Regions from separate parts of the Pan troglodytes genome. Here region 1 is linked to region 2. A link is a contact called in public Hi-C data. All regions are on one chromosome and are shown on one strand. The core of a region is the stretch at or near the end of the contact, and the rest is flanking DNA. Distances in the headings are between cores, read along the strand shown.

What was found. Hi-C and Micro-C count contacts between places; a contact is called where the count stands out from the background.
Region 1: a Hi-C map of stem cell-derived neural progenitor cells shows a contact between it and region 2, with 6 times the contacts expected there. The contact joins the enhancer-like site here to the promoter of SOX4 in region 2. A contact is called at or near these places in 1 of 7 Hi-C or Micro-C datasets (stem cell-derived neural progenitor cells) and 1 of 1 datasets of contacts at active chromatin or transcription factors (stem cell-derived excitatory neurons).

The regions. Positions count from the first base shown.
Region 1 is chr5:28,098,356-28,104,171 of NHGRI_mPanTro3-v2.0_pri, forward strand. No RefSeq gene overlaps it. Among named protein-coding and RNA genes, the nearest start is that of PRL, 150 kb to the right of the region's middle. Within about 2 kb of position 4,171, at least 11 of the 24 cell types and tissues checked have an H3K27ac peak or open chromatin away from gene starts, as enhancers often do. A contact at or near this core is called in stem cell-derived neural progenitor cells, where this site is marked.
Region 2 is chr5:27,538,610-27,544,895 of NHGRI_mPanTro3-v2.0_pri, forward strand. It overlaps SOX4 (SRY-box transcription factor 4), which reads left to right and starts at 3,486. Exons shown (of 1, transcript XM_527244.9): 1 at 3,486-6,286. The coding sequence starts at 5,979.

The sequences.
Region 1 (5,816 bases), core at 2,921-5,420, 560 kb after region 2:
TATTAGTCTAAAAATAAATTATTCAGAATGCAGGTTCAGATACAGATTGCAGGGAGAGATAATAGAATTGGTTTTCCAAGCCTGATCATGCTATGAAGACGTGGTGTGTGCTTTTCAGGAATCCACTTAAGTGGAATCAGCTTTGACTAATACATACTAGAAATAATATTGCTGCCATCCAGCTAGTGTCTGTGGTACAGCATCCTCAGAATGTCTTCAAGTATCCACGGCCTCTTTAGTCTCTGTAAGTGTGCATATGTAAAAGTGTATATGTATTCCCAAGCAAGCTTCAGAGGCATGCTTCTCATTGTTCTTTTAAGGAAATGTCTTCCTGGCCGCCTGAGAGGGGCATGTCTCACTTGAGGTTTGTCTCCCTCCTGCTCCCCCTGCCTGGGTGAAATAGTTGACCACATCAGCAGCCGACTGCAGTTTGTCATGTGGTTTCTCATGTGATGCTGGGTCTGCAGCACTTGGGAGCAAGAGTCTTTGTGACTGGCACTCATGGACAGACAGTGGTGTTCAGGGACAGAACAGATTTTGGAGGGGGTGGGGAGGCCAATAAACCAAGAAACGTCAGAAATAAAAGTCGCATGAAGTACTCTGATCTCTGTATTCCCTTTTTTTTTTTTTTTTTTGAAATTTGATTTTAACTCTTGCTTTTTTTTTATGGTTTGTGTCTGTTTTTTCCACCCCCGCTGGCGCCGAGCTGCGCTGTTTTGTGTTTCTTTTTTTTTTTTTTTTCTTTTTTCTATTTTTTTTTTTTTAAATTCTGAAGCCAGACCGTCTTTCCTCACAGCTCCAGGGCTGCATCTCCGTGGGCACGCCAAGCTTCCCCTGGTTACCTGAGCTGCTCCTGCCGTCTCCCGCCTGGGCTTCGCCAAGGTGCACCCGATCCCGGAATCGTGCGTCTGCGCCCTGCGAAAGAAGGACCTGCTGGCGGAGCTCCGGCCAGGGTCTCCTGCCTCGCAGCTGGGCGAGGGGACTTGGAGGACAGGGTGAAGCTGCAGAAGGCCTGGGGTGGGATGGCTAGAGAGGACGCCAAGGACTGGGGAAGGGGAAGTTAGGAATACCTTACATCCAATGCCCACCCGTGCTCCACAGGGCAAGGGCAGCCGTCGCCTCCGCCGCGTGCACCCAGCTCAGGCTGTTCCCAGGGATTTAGTCTGGGGGGACAACCCATGGCGAGATGTGGTGGCATTTTACCTCAGAGTGGAGCTGAAGATGGATAAACAAGGTATCTGATGTATCTGCCTGAGAAGGCAGAGCTGGAGAAAGGCGGAGCGAGGGAGCGCGTGAAAAGAAAGAGATGCCGAATGCCGGGTGATTGTCTGCCGCTTGCTGTGCATTCTCATTCTAGGGAGGATGGCATAATTTATAACCCAGCACATGGATAGAGGAACTGTAAATTGTAGTCTGGATGTCCCCGGTGCTGTCGACGAAGGAACTGATGGGCTAGATGACTGTACCAGTGTCCCCAGAGAAAATCGCAGCCTCGCAGCATGGATTTAAATGCATGTGCATGCATGTAGAGACATGAAAAAAGGTTTCTGACCATTTTACACAGGAAGTCTGTCACTTTGCTGGATCGGGCTTGATTGCAGCTTGTGTTTTCAGCTCCAGTTCAACACCCATTTCCTGACTAGTGAGACAGCATGGCCAAAGCAGCTGCATGCAGAATTTTCTTTTTACTGTGAAAGCAAGCCCCCTCTGTTTTAACTCCTTCCAGTTCTGAATGCTCTGTGCTTTGCTAGGACCGATTGTGGGGTTTTGTTTTCTTCTTCTACAAATCCCTGTAAACACAGCTGTATTCAGTAATGGCAAAAGATTCTATCCTGTAAATAGAAATCTGATCAATTTAATCAAAATAAATGTATCCCAGATGACTTTGAGACCAGCTGGCTACCACAGGCTTCAGATGCTAAATGCTCAGTGGAGATGAATACAGTGTTATATTTACATGTTTCAGAATGCCGGGATCAGCCTATAATTTGCAAAAAGAAATTATTTTCTAAAGACGAGAGGTGGTCCTACCAGCTCACAGCTGAGATGGTTAGGTACAGGTGTAAATGCTGTTCATGTGATTTGGAGATTTGCAGTGTTGCATTTCAAAAGGCATGTGCCATGAGGCAGAGTATGGCTGTTGTCAGTATGGAGAATGCTTGCTTCTAACTTGCTGTTATGGAGAGCCGAATGCCCTCCGAATAGCTTCTAGTGAGGTTGAGGGCAGGCACTTGAGGCTTGTTGTAGATTCAGATGTGAGAGCTGGGGTTCTCCAACCCCAGCTCAGTGGAGTCAGCTCAACCCTGGGGGTGAGGAGGTTTCCCAGTTGTCATGGGGAGCTCTTCTGGGGCGCCTGTCTGGCCCTTCCACTGTTTGTTACTAATTCTACAAAGGCAGCTCTGTGTGTTGGATTATGTTTGGCCAGCTGTTGATGCATTCCTGCGGATGGGGCTGGGTGAGGATCTTATTACTGTACTTTCAAACTGTAGATCTGTGTGCAGGGATAGTACAGAAGGAAAGGAAAAGCAATAAGTTACAGAATCTGATCATTCTTACCTCTTTCTCCAGATAGTCCTAGAGTGAATCCAGAAAGGCTTTAAAGTGAAAAGAGGAAAGAGAGAGTAAGTGATTGGGGGTGGGTGGCATGAGGAGAAGAGAATGAAACAGAGCAAGCGCACAAGAGAAAAACAGCCTTAGAACTTCAAAGCTGCATAGACAAGCAGAATGTCACCAGCTTGTAATTAGCGGTTCATGGTTGCGTCAGTGACTGTATCCTATCCAAGAATAACTATGTGATGTGTGCCACAAAGTGAAGAAGATAGTCATAACTAAGTTATCAAACCCAGTTCAAACAAGGGCAAATGGATTAAGAAATTTTCTGTTTGTAAATCAAATACTGATGGATTACACAGATAAGACTTAACTGAATTCTGCATAATTGAAGGCTGAATTATCAATTTGTCGGGGGATATGTTCATTAAATGAAACTGTGAACGCTTAAACATGCAAATTAACCATGCGAGAAAATATCAATGCAAGCTCTATCAGTACAAGATGTTTTACTAAATAGCCAAAAATGGCACTGCCAGTCTCCTATCTCTGTATCCACACATAAATTTTTTTGTTTGTTTTTGTGCATTTCAATAGAGAGAAGTCAAAAGTTACATTCGAGTAAATAGGGTAAATTAAATTCTAAAATTCCCACTTTAGAATTTAAAAAACAACTAAGGAGTTTTGATTTTTGGTGATCTCCCGAGTTTAAACCTTGAAGGAGCTTTTGTTGTCTTGAAGCCAAACAGCAGCTAGTCAGTAATCGTTATGGGAAGTCAGGGTACCACAGTTGTTGAGATTTCAAGGCCACGTTCACTTCCCTCCCTTGTCTCTTGTGCTTGGAGATTTGGGTGCTACTACAGCCTCCACAAAGAGACAGTGGGAGGAGCTGATTGGTCCGTAGGCTTAGAATGTTTACTCTTATTTGTTTTCAGTGCTCCTCCATGGCATTCATTTTCTGTTTGTATCTGTGTTCATGCTGCACAATTACTCCTGACCTGCTTTGTTTCTCTGCCCAAAGAGAAGTCAATTTTAGTTCAGCTCTGTGTGTTTAGCTTGCTGGGTAATATGTGCATATGTATTGCATTACCCATGTATGCATTTTTCTTTTTTTAAAATGTGGATTAGGGAAAATTGTAGCATGGAAAGCTGCATATATTAAATCAATAGCTTTTTGAATCACATGTAATATAATTTAAATATACTCACTTTGAGGTTGCCAAAACTGACATTGTCTGAGCCCGTTTAATTTACATCTTCGATTTAGTCAAGAAGCGGAACCTGCCAGATCAGAATAGTGTATTCTGTGCACCCAACAGGGTGGAAGACATTATTTTGTTTGTGTTAGTTCAAACAGCTGGTCATTAATGCAGTCCCCATTTCTAGAGCGAAGTGCTGCTGGACATGAATGCCCGCCTGATTAATGCTGCCCCTCCGAGGGTCCTTCACCCAGCAGTCATGCTCGCAGCAGAATAATGTAGCATGATGTGATTGCACTCTAACAGGATAGTATGTCATTGTGTCACCAAGCAATTGAGGTTATTATGGGGCAGGGCAGACAGACGGGACAGTGGGGTTACTAGACCGTAGCATTTTTAGAAATACAGGCCTGACCTACTTAGAGTTATTCTCTCTGGCTGGCAGCTGCATGGTACATAAAGTCTCCTGATAGGCTGAGGCTGTTGCTAGGGGGAATTAGCATGAATTTTTCCACACACAGACTCAGTGGCTGAATGATAAAAGCTGACTGGAATTAAAGAGATTTGGTTTAGTATTATACAGATTTATGTGCCTCCTTTTCTTTCTCAAGTGCAGAGAAAGAGTGCAAAACACAGATTTTGTTTCCATTTGTTCTTTGACCTTCTTGTTCTCTCCCCCTCCCCTCAAGATGCATGAGGGGAGGAGGGCAGGGCAGTTATGAAATTTTGGTTAATCTCTCACTGTTGGGGTCACTGAAACGATGTCACAAATTGCAAGATATTTAAGCTTAAAAACTGTTGGGAATGACTAACAGAAGGTTAGATTATTTTTCCTCTTCTGTGCACTAAGCTGTTTTGAAGTTGGGCGTGCATCTTTCATGCACTGTATATTTAAACTCTCTTTCCCTTTTGGGCTTGAACAAAACATTTATATAAATTCTTTTCTATCCAAACAGATTGAAGCTTGCAATCTCTGTCTTGTTTAAAACAAGGTGGTCAGGATTCCAGATTTAGATAGGAAAAATATATATATACCATTTTTGTTATTACAAAATATTATTTTCTGGGGTATTGTGGGTTTGGCTCTCTTTTCAAAAACCAGCCTGATGTGGATGCTTATGGATGAAACTGAACTGCTCCTACCCTACCCTGTTGGCTTCACAATGTATAGGAAAACATAGGTTTTTCTCCAGAAGAAAATCTGCCTGCAGAATGTATCTGGAGGTTGTTTTCCTTGTTGCTGACATATGCACTGCATGTAGACAACTCACATAATCAATTTTATAAGATGACCCATTTTTTTCCTTCTCGTGGATCTCCAAGTGTCTGTGGCTTTTAATAGATCTTTTCTAGAGGAGGAGTCTTGATAGATCTTTTTAAGGTAATCTGAAAAGCCATCAGGAGAAAAATTAAAGCAACACATATTTAAGAATACTTTAATTTTTCTTGTTCTTAATTATATGCTAACTGTGCTTAAACTGCAATTTCTTTCTGTTACCTTTTACTGCTGAAAGTAGTGATTATCCTTGCCTTTTAGATTTGAAATTAATTTTTGTGAGAACACCCTGGGCTATCACAAGTAAAAAAGAAACTGGGCTACATAAAGGAGAAGAATAATAGAGATTCTTGTAAACTTGTCACATTAGTTTTTTTTTTTTTTTTTTTTGCCCACGTGAAAAAGGCAAGAGAAAATTTAGGTGTAGATTTTTCTTTTCATTTACATTTTTAAAAATATTTGGAACTATTTAGATACATAATGCTTTAAAACAGTGATTCCTACTTATAGCAGAGACTACAGTCAAAACAAAACAAATCCTCTAATGGTATCAGAGCCAAGAAATCTATCAATCATATATACATTTTTTAAATCCAGGAGTGTTTACATTTCAGCCTATAAATCTTATCAAGCTAAAATAGAGTATATTTTCTGATGTTGTAATTGATAGATCATACCCTCACTGGCTTTGAGAGTCCCCAAACATTTATTGTAAAGGTTTCCAACTACACTAGCAATCTTTCATAATTGAATAAAATGTCAATTTATATTTGTTGAATAAAAGATTATCT
Region 2 (6,286 bases), core at 2,236-4,735:
GCGACCGGTTGCAAATTCAAAGGAGGGCTGGGAGCCCGCGAGGGTGCGGGAGGTGTCCTCGCTTGGGCTGCGTGTGCGCGCGCGTTTGTGTGTGTGTGCGCGCGCGTGTCTTCAGCTCCTTCCCCGGTCGTAAAACCTAAACGGAAGACGGGTGTTAAAATGCTGCTGACAGGATCGCCTGAAACATGTTTACAGTAGGAAGGACTTTCCTCCAGAAAGCACAGTCTGAGTCGATTCCAATTTATTTCCTCCCTGTAACTGTAAGCGAAAGGAGAGGTTCGGCTGCCGCGGCGGAGCGAGGCTGAGCACCATTAATCCTCGGCGAGCTTAAGCCAGGGAGAGCGCTGTGCCTGCGAGACCGAGTCGCTGCGCTCCGGAAGGCGTTCTGCCTGAAGGAAACCTCTTTTTTTTTTTTTTTTTTTTTTTTTTTGAGTAGGGAGTGGCCTTTGCACTGGCGTCCTTAAGTAAGGCGCGTCGTTTCTCTGCAGCCGCTCTCGGAAGCCGGAGAAACTGCATTCACTTTAGCAAGAAGACAGGGAAACTGAAATTGATAATCCCCCGACTTGGGTTACCTGATCCAGACAGGAAGCTGGTCTAGGCTTCCCCAGTCACCCGGAGCTCCTGACAAGTGAGCAGGAGGCGGCGGGTGGTTGCCCTAAACTTTGATTTATGAAAAAAAATCAGAATTCATCGACATACCCTGTTACTCGTTGAGCGTTTAAGCCTCTAACTAAAGAAGGTACAGTGGTAGGGAGTGGTAGGGGGGTCGGGAGAGGAGGAAGGGGGAGAAGAAAGAAGACTGACTATCCCCACGATTTCCTACCTCGCCTCGCGGGCGCAGGGAGGCTCAGCGATGCCACCTGGCGGCTGCTTCTCCCCAGATTGGGAGCCGGCTGGCTGCAGACAAACCCAGGCTCTCCCCGGGTGCCGTGCCTCTCTGCCTCTAGAATAGAAGCAGAAGCCTGTATTCATGCTTGCAATCCAAGTGGCCCTGCAAACATTCGTCTTCTGCTTGTTTTCTTGAGAAAATCGAAGGAAAGGAATAATGAGTTGGCATTGGCATGAACAGCTTAAGCCTACTGTGTGCTAGTCACTGGTTATGAGAGGAAAATGGTACAATTGTTACAAATGCAGGTTTCTTAACTCTTAGCTTATTCTAGTGATAAAAATAAATGCTAGGTTTCATTTACCCCAGAATCCTATTTTGATATTTTGCAAATATGAGTTATTTCCATATATTATTTTTCAATGCACGCACCCCCACCCCCATTACGCGCTGAGCCCAGTTACAATGCAATGTCATCAGCCCAAAAGGATGAAGTGCAAGTTATGTTTGTCTACTTGACTGAGAAGTAAATCAGCCTCACATGGAGGCTTCTTTTCCATAAAGTGTGGACCCAAAAAAACTGGCGCCTTTCAGTTGACAAAGGCCAATGACATCAGATTTCCCAGGGCTTCTTCCTTGTCAGGTAAAGTAACAACTACACAGTTTTTCCTCCTCTTTATTTTATTTGAACTGAATACTTGTCAGGTCTGACTAGCGCCTACAATCATAGTTTCTATAACCAAGGCAAGGCAAAATCTTGCAAATCAGTGCAAATCCAGATTTGTTAAACTAATTTCCATTCAGGTCCCTCCCTCCATGCCAAAGGAATATATTAAGCAGTGGAATAGAATCTTATTTCATCTATGCCCCATACCATTGTATGGATGTGAGATTTTATGTTGTGTAGATGTGTGAGAGCAGAAGAAATGCATTAGCAGATATTACACTTACATCTCAAATGGAATTCCATCATTTAAGGGAATAAAATAAAATACCTAATTCAAAATTGGAAATGTCTAACATCATTGCTAACAAAGACAGTTTATTATTCTAAACCAGGATTTTTTTTTTCTGCAAAATTATCTTGGCTTTCTCTTAATACAGCTAAAAGACTAGCATTAAGAATTACTTCATGTACTGCAAAGCCAGCAGAGGGAACACTGCGTACTGATTTAGTAGGGGCCACCAAATATCTGGTATTTGGGGAAAAAAATGTCAGTAATGGAGAACTGATTACAGAGCATAGGAAGTTAGGGAATGAGAAGGGAGAAATCTTTTCTCATTATTTGGTATTGAGAGGTCCAACACATTCCAGTGTGCACACACTTAGTTGGTCACAAAGATGACTTTAATAAAAGGGCATTCGTCATATGTTTTCTTACATTCTAAGAGAACTAACCCATTAGAACAGATCTATTTCAGAAGTCTAGGCACTTGTGTAATATATAAATATATATACAGTAATTATAAAGTCAATGGAAGTTACTGATACCATATTTCATCAAGTCTAAGAGGAAATTTTTCTTTTCATTTCAACTCTTCCTGAAATAAGGAGGCATCCTACATCTAGGGGGATATCACAGTTTCATTGGCAGCTTTCTTCCTTGGTGGAATGTAATATAATGGTGTGTCTTAAAATTTGTTGGATTTGTTGAAATACAGAAAATACATGTAACAAAAGAATGAGGCCAGTGGCTGTGTTTTAGTACACCCTTTAAAAAATCCATGTGTTTTAAGCAGAAACATATATGACTGCTTTAACTTCCACTCTTCCCTATCATATTCGATGATGGAAGCATAAATGACTGAGAAATATAATCAATAATGTTGATACTCAACTTGACTGAATTATCAAACTAGCTACACCCTCAAATCATTAGTACAAATTCAAAAATAAATATTCTTTTTTATCCTAGTGAAAATATTGATCTTATAGATAACAGCCCTCTTAAAATAATTTTTTTTTGTCAGATTGGTAACATTTAAGGATGTGTTTCTATGCACACCAGAGAAAATGAAGTATATAACACAGCAACACTGTTATGCAAAAAAGGTGCCTGTGTGTTTTTGGTTTGGGTTTTTCTTTTTTTAAGGATTTGTTTCTCCTTTTTTAAAAAAATTATGTAATACAAGTAGCTAATCGTCAAAAATTATTTGCTTTTACCCACAAAAACAGTTTTGCTTGTGGTTGATCCTTACAGATCCAGTCAGATGGCTACATAGGGTGTTCTTTCCAGTAAAATTCTAAGTCTGACAACCTGGGCCTATTGCCAGCCTACATACTTTAAAAGTTTGACAAGATACATAGAAATTTACTACCCAGCACTAGTTTAATCTGAATCAAAAGCTGACTTAATTATTTTGGATTGACTTTACCTAACCACTTATGGTTAGCCTGAAGAATATTAGTTTCCTATTATAGTGTTAAGGAAAGCTGATTTTTACTACAATTCTAATTTTCAGACATTGGAAAACAAGTAATTTCTGTAGCCAACGTTTATTTTGAATACCTTGGCATCCTTTCTTTGCCACATTCTTCTTAGTATTCTTCATGGAGTTTCTTTCTTTTAAAATCAATGGAATGGCAGGGTTGCCACTATTGTCCTTCTATGGTTCACATCAATGATCTGTGATTACTTTTTTTTTTTTTTTTGAGATAGTCACACTCTATCACCCACACTGGAGTGCAGTGGCTCAATCTTAGCTCACTGCAACCTCCTGGGTTCAAGCAATTCTCCCGCCTTAGCTTCTCGAGTAGCTGGAATTACAGGTGCATGCATCCCTGCCCAGCTAATTTTTTAATTTTTTAATTTTTAGTAGAGACAGGGTTTCACCATGTTGACCAGGCTGGTCTCGAACTCCTGACCTGAAGTGATCCACCCACCTTAGCCTCCCAAAGTGCTGGGATTACAGGCATGAGCCACCGCGTCCCGCCTGTTATTACTTTTTTACATAAGTGGCTATTCTGTTTTAGCCTCTTGAACAACATGCAGCTTTTACTAGGAGTGTGTCTGGCATCTGAATTAGAAAGGAAGGTATTAGTATTCATTGAGGGCTTACAATACATCAGGTGCTTCATAGTCACAAATTCATTGAACCCTCATAAAAACCCTCTATAAAGTAGCTCCTAGTGTTCCCATATAATAGATGAGGAAAACTGAGACTTGGCCACATCCCCATAGTTACAAACCATTAAGAAGGATTAGCAGCCAGGTCTACTATGAATCCGGAGGCCCCATTCTCTTCTGCTACCAGTTATCACCTCCTTCTACAGTTTCTCTTTGCCTTGATTTTTCAGTTCCCTTCGATTCAAGTAACAGATAAGAGGAAATATATAAGAAGGAAAGGAGGAAGATGGCTTTGGGAGGAGGAGAGGGAAGAGAGTGAAGCAATCTTTAATTTTGAAAACAGGGAAAACAAATATTTAGAAAGTAAAACCGATTTCCATCCTTTACATGCCATTATACATCCTATACAAAACTCTGGAAATCTGCCTATTGAGGTAATTACGGAGCACTACCTAATGTGTTTCAAGGGAAAGCTCCCCCGTTTGGGCTATGCAGGATTTACAGGGAGTTTAAATCATTAAATAACCATAGTTGACCCTTGCTTGGTTAAGAGAGTAAGCAATTATTGCAAAGTCCTCTTCCCTGCCTTCCACAAACAGCACAAAAACGGTTCTGAAGGGATTTACACAATACATCAACATCTGTGCTGTACCTAGAGTTGTTAAAATAATTGTGATGACAGGTGTCCAGGTACCACTTTCTTAATGGTTTTCAATATCCATTGATTTATTGTTTTGTGGCTTTCTCTTCCCCTTTACAGCTTTGGCTTTAAGAAAGAGCTGGGGAACAGATTTTGCACCAGAGGCTGATTCTTTATTCCAATGCTGAAAAGAACTAATAAAAATAATCACTTGGCTTTTAAGCAGAAAGCTTCCATTTACAGTATTTCACCCTTACCCCGCCCCGTTCCAAGCCCCTTGTTATCTAACATAATGGTTAGAATACATTTCCGTCTCTCCCCTTAATAATTTCATGCATTAACATCCTCTTCACACACTATACACACACGCACGCGCGCACACACACGCGCGCACACACACACAGCAAAAGGAAAAAAGAGGCAGCAGAAATCTCAGCTGTACTTCTAGCCCTTTTAAAAAGTTTGCTCTGTAAATTGGAATGAGGTCAGATTTGGAGCTTCTCATTGCACGCGGAGATTATTATTGCATCGGGTTCCAAGCCAATGGGAAGCCCGGGGGAGGGGTTTGGCATGAGGAAGCGTTGGTTACAGCAGCTGATTGGCTGCAGCCAAGACTGTGAAAGGATAAAGAGGCGCGAGGCGGAATTGGGGTCTGCTCTAAGCTGCAGCAAGAGAAACTGTGTGTGAGGGGAAGAGGCCTGTTTCGCTGTCGGGTCTCTAGTTCTTGCACGCTCTTTAAGAGTCTGCACTGGAGGAACTCCTGCCATTACCAGCTCCCTTCTTGCAGAAGGGAGGGGGAAACATACATTTATTCATGCCAGTCTGTTGCATGCAGGCTTTTTGGCTTCCTACCTTGCAACAAAATAATTGCACAAACTCCTTAGTGCCGATTCCGCCCACAGAGAGTCCTGGAGCCACAGTCTTTTTTGCTTTGCATTGTAGGAGAGGGACTAAGTGCTAGAGACTATGTCGCTTTCCTGAGCTACCGAGAGCGCTCGTGAACTGGAATCAACTGCTTCAGGGAAAAAGAAAAAAAAAAAAAAAAAAAAAGAGTTGCCTGGGAGGCCGCGAGAAACTTGCATTGGAAGCTTCAGCAACCAGCATTCGAGAAACTCCGCTCTACTTTAGCACGGTCTCCAGACTCAGCCGAGAGACAGCAAACTGCAGCGCGGTGAGAGAGCGAGAGAGAGGGAAGAGAGAGACTCTCCAGCCTGGGAACTATAACTCCTCTGCGAGAGGCGGAGAACTCCTTCCCCACATCTTTTGGGGACTTTTCTCTCTTTACCCACCTCCGCCCCTGCGAGGAGCTGAGGGGCCAGTTCGGCCGCCGCGCGCGTCTTCCCGTTCGGCGTGTGCTTGGCCCGGGGAACCGGGAGGGCCCGGCGATCGCGCGGCGGCCGCCGCGAGGGTGTGAGCGCGCGTGGGCGCCCGCCGAGCCGAGGCCATGGTGCAGCAAACCAACAATGCCGAGAACACGGAAGCGCTACTGGCCGGCGAGAGCTCGGACTCGGGCGCCGGCCTCGAGCTGGGAATCGCCTCCTCCCCCACGCCCGGCTCCACCGCCTCCACGGGCGGCAAGGCCGACGACCCGAGCTGGTGCAAGACCCCGAGTGGGCACATCAAGCGACCCATGAACGCCTTCATGGTGTGGTCGCAGATCGAGCGGCGCAAGATCATGGAGCAGTCGCCCGACATGCACAACGCCGAGATCTCCAAGCGGCTGGGCAAACGCTGGAAGCTGCTCAAAGACAG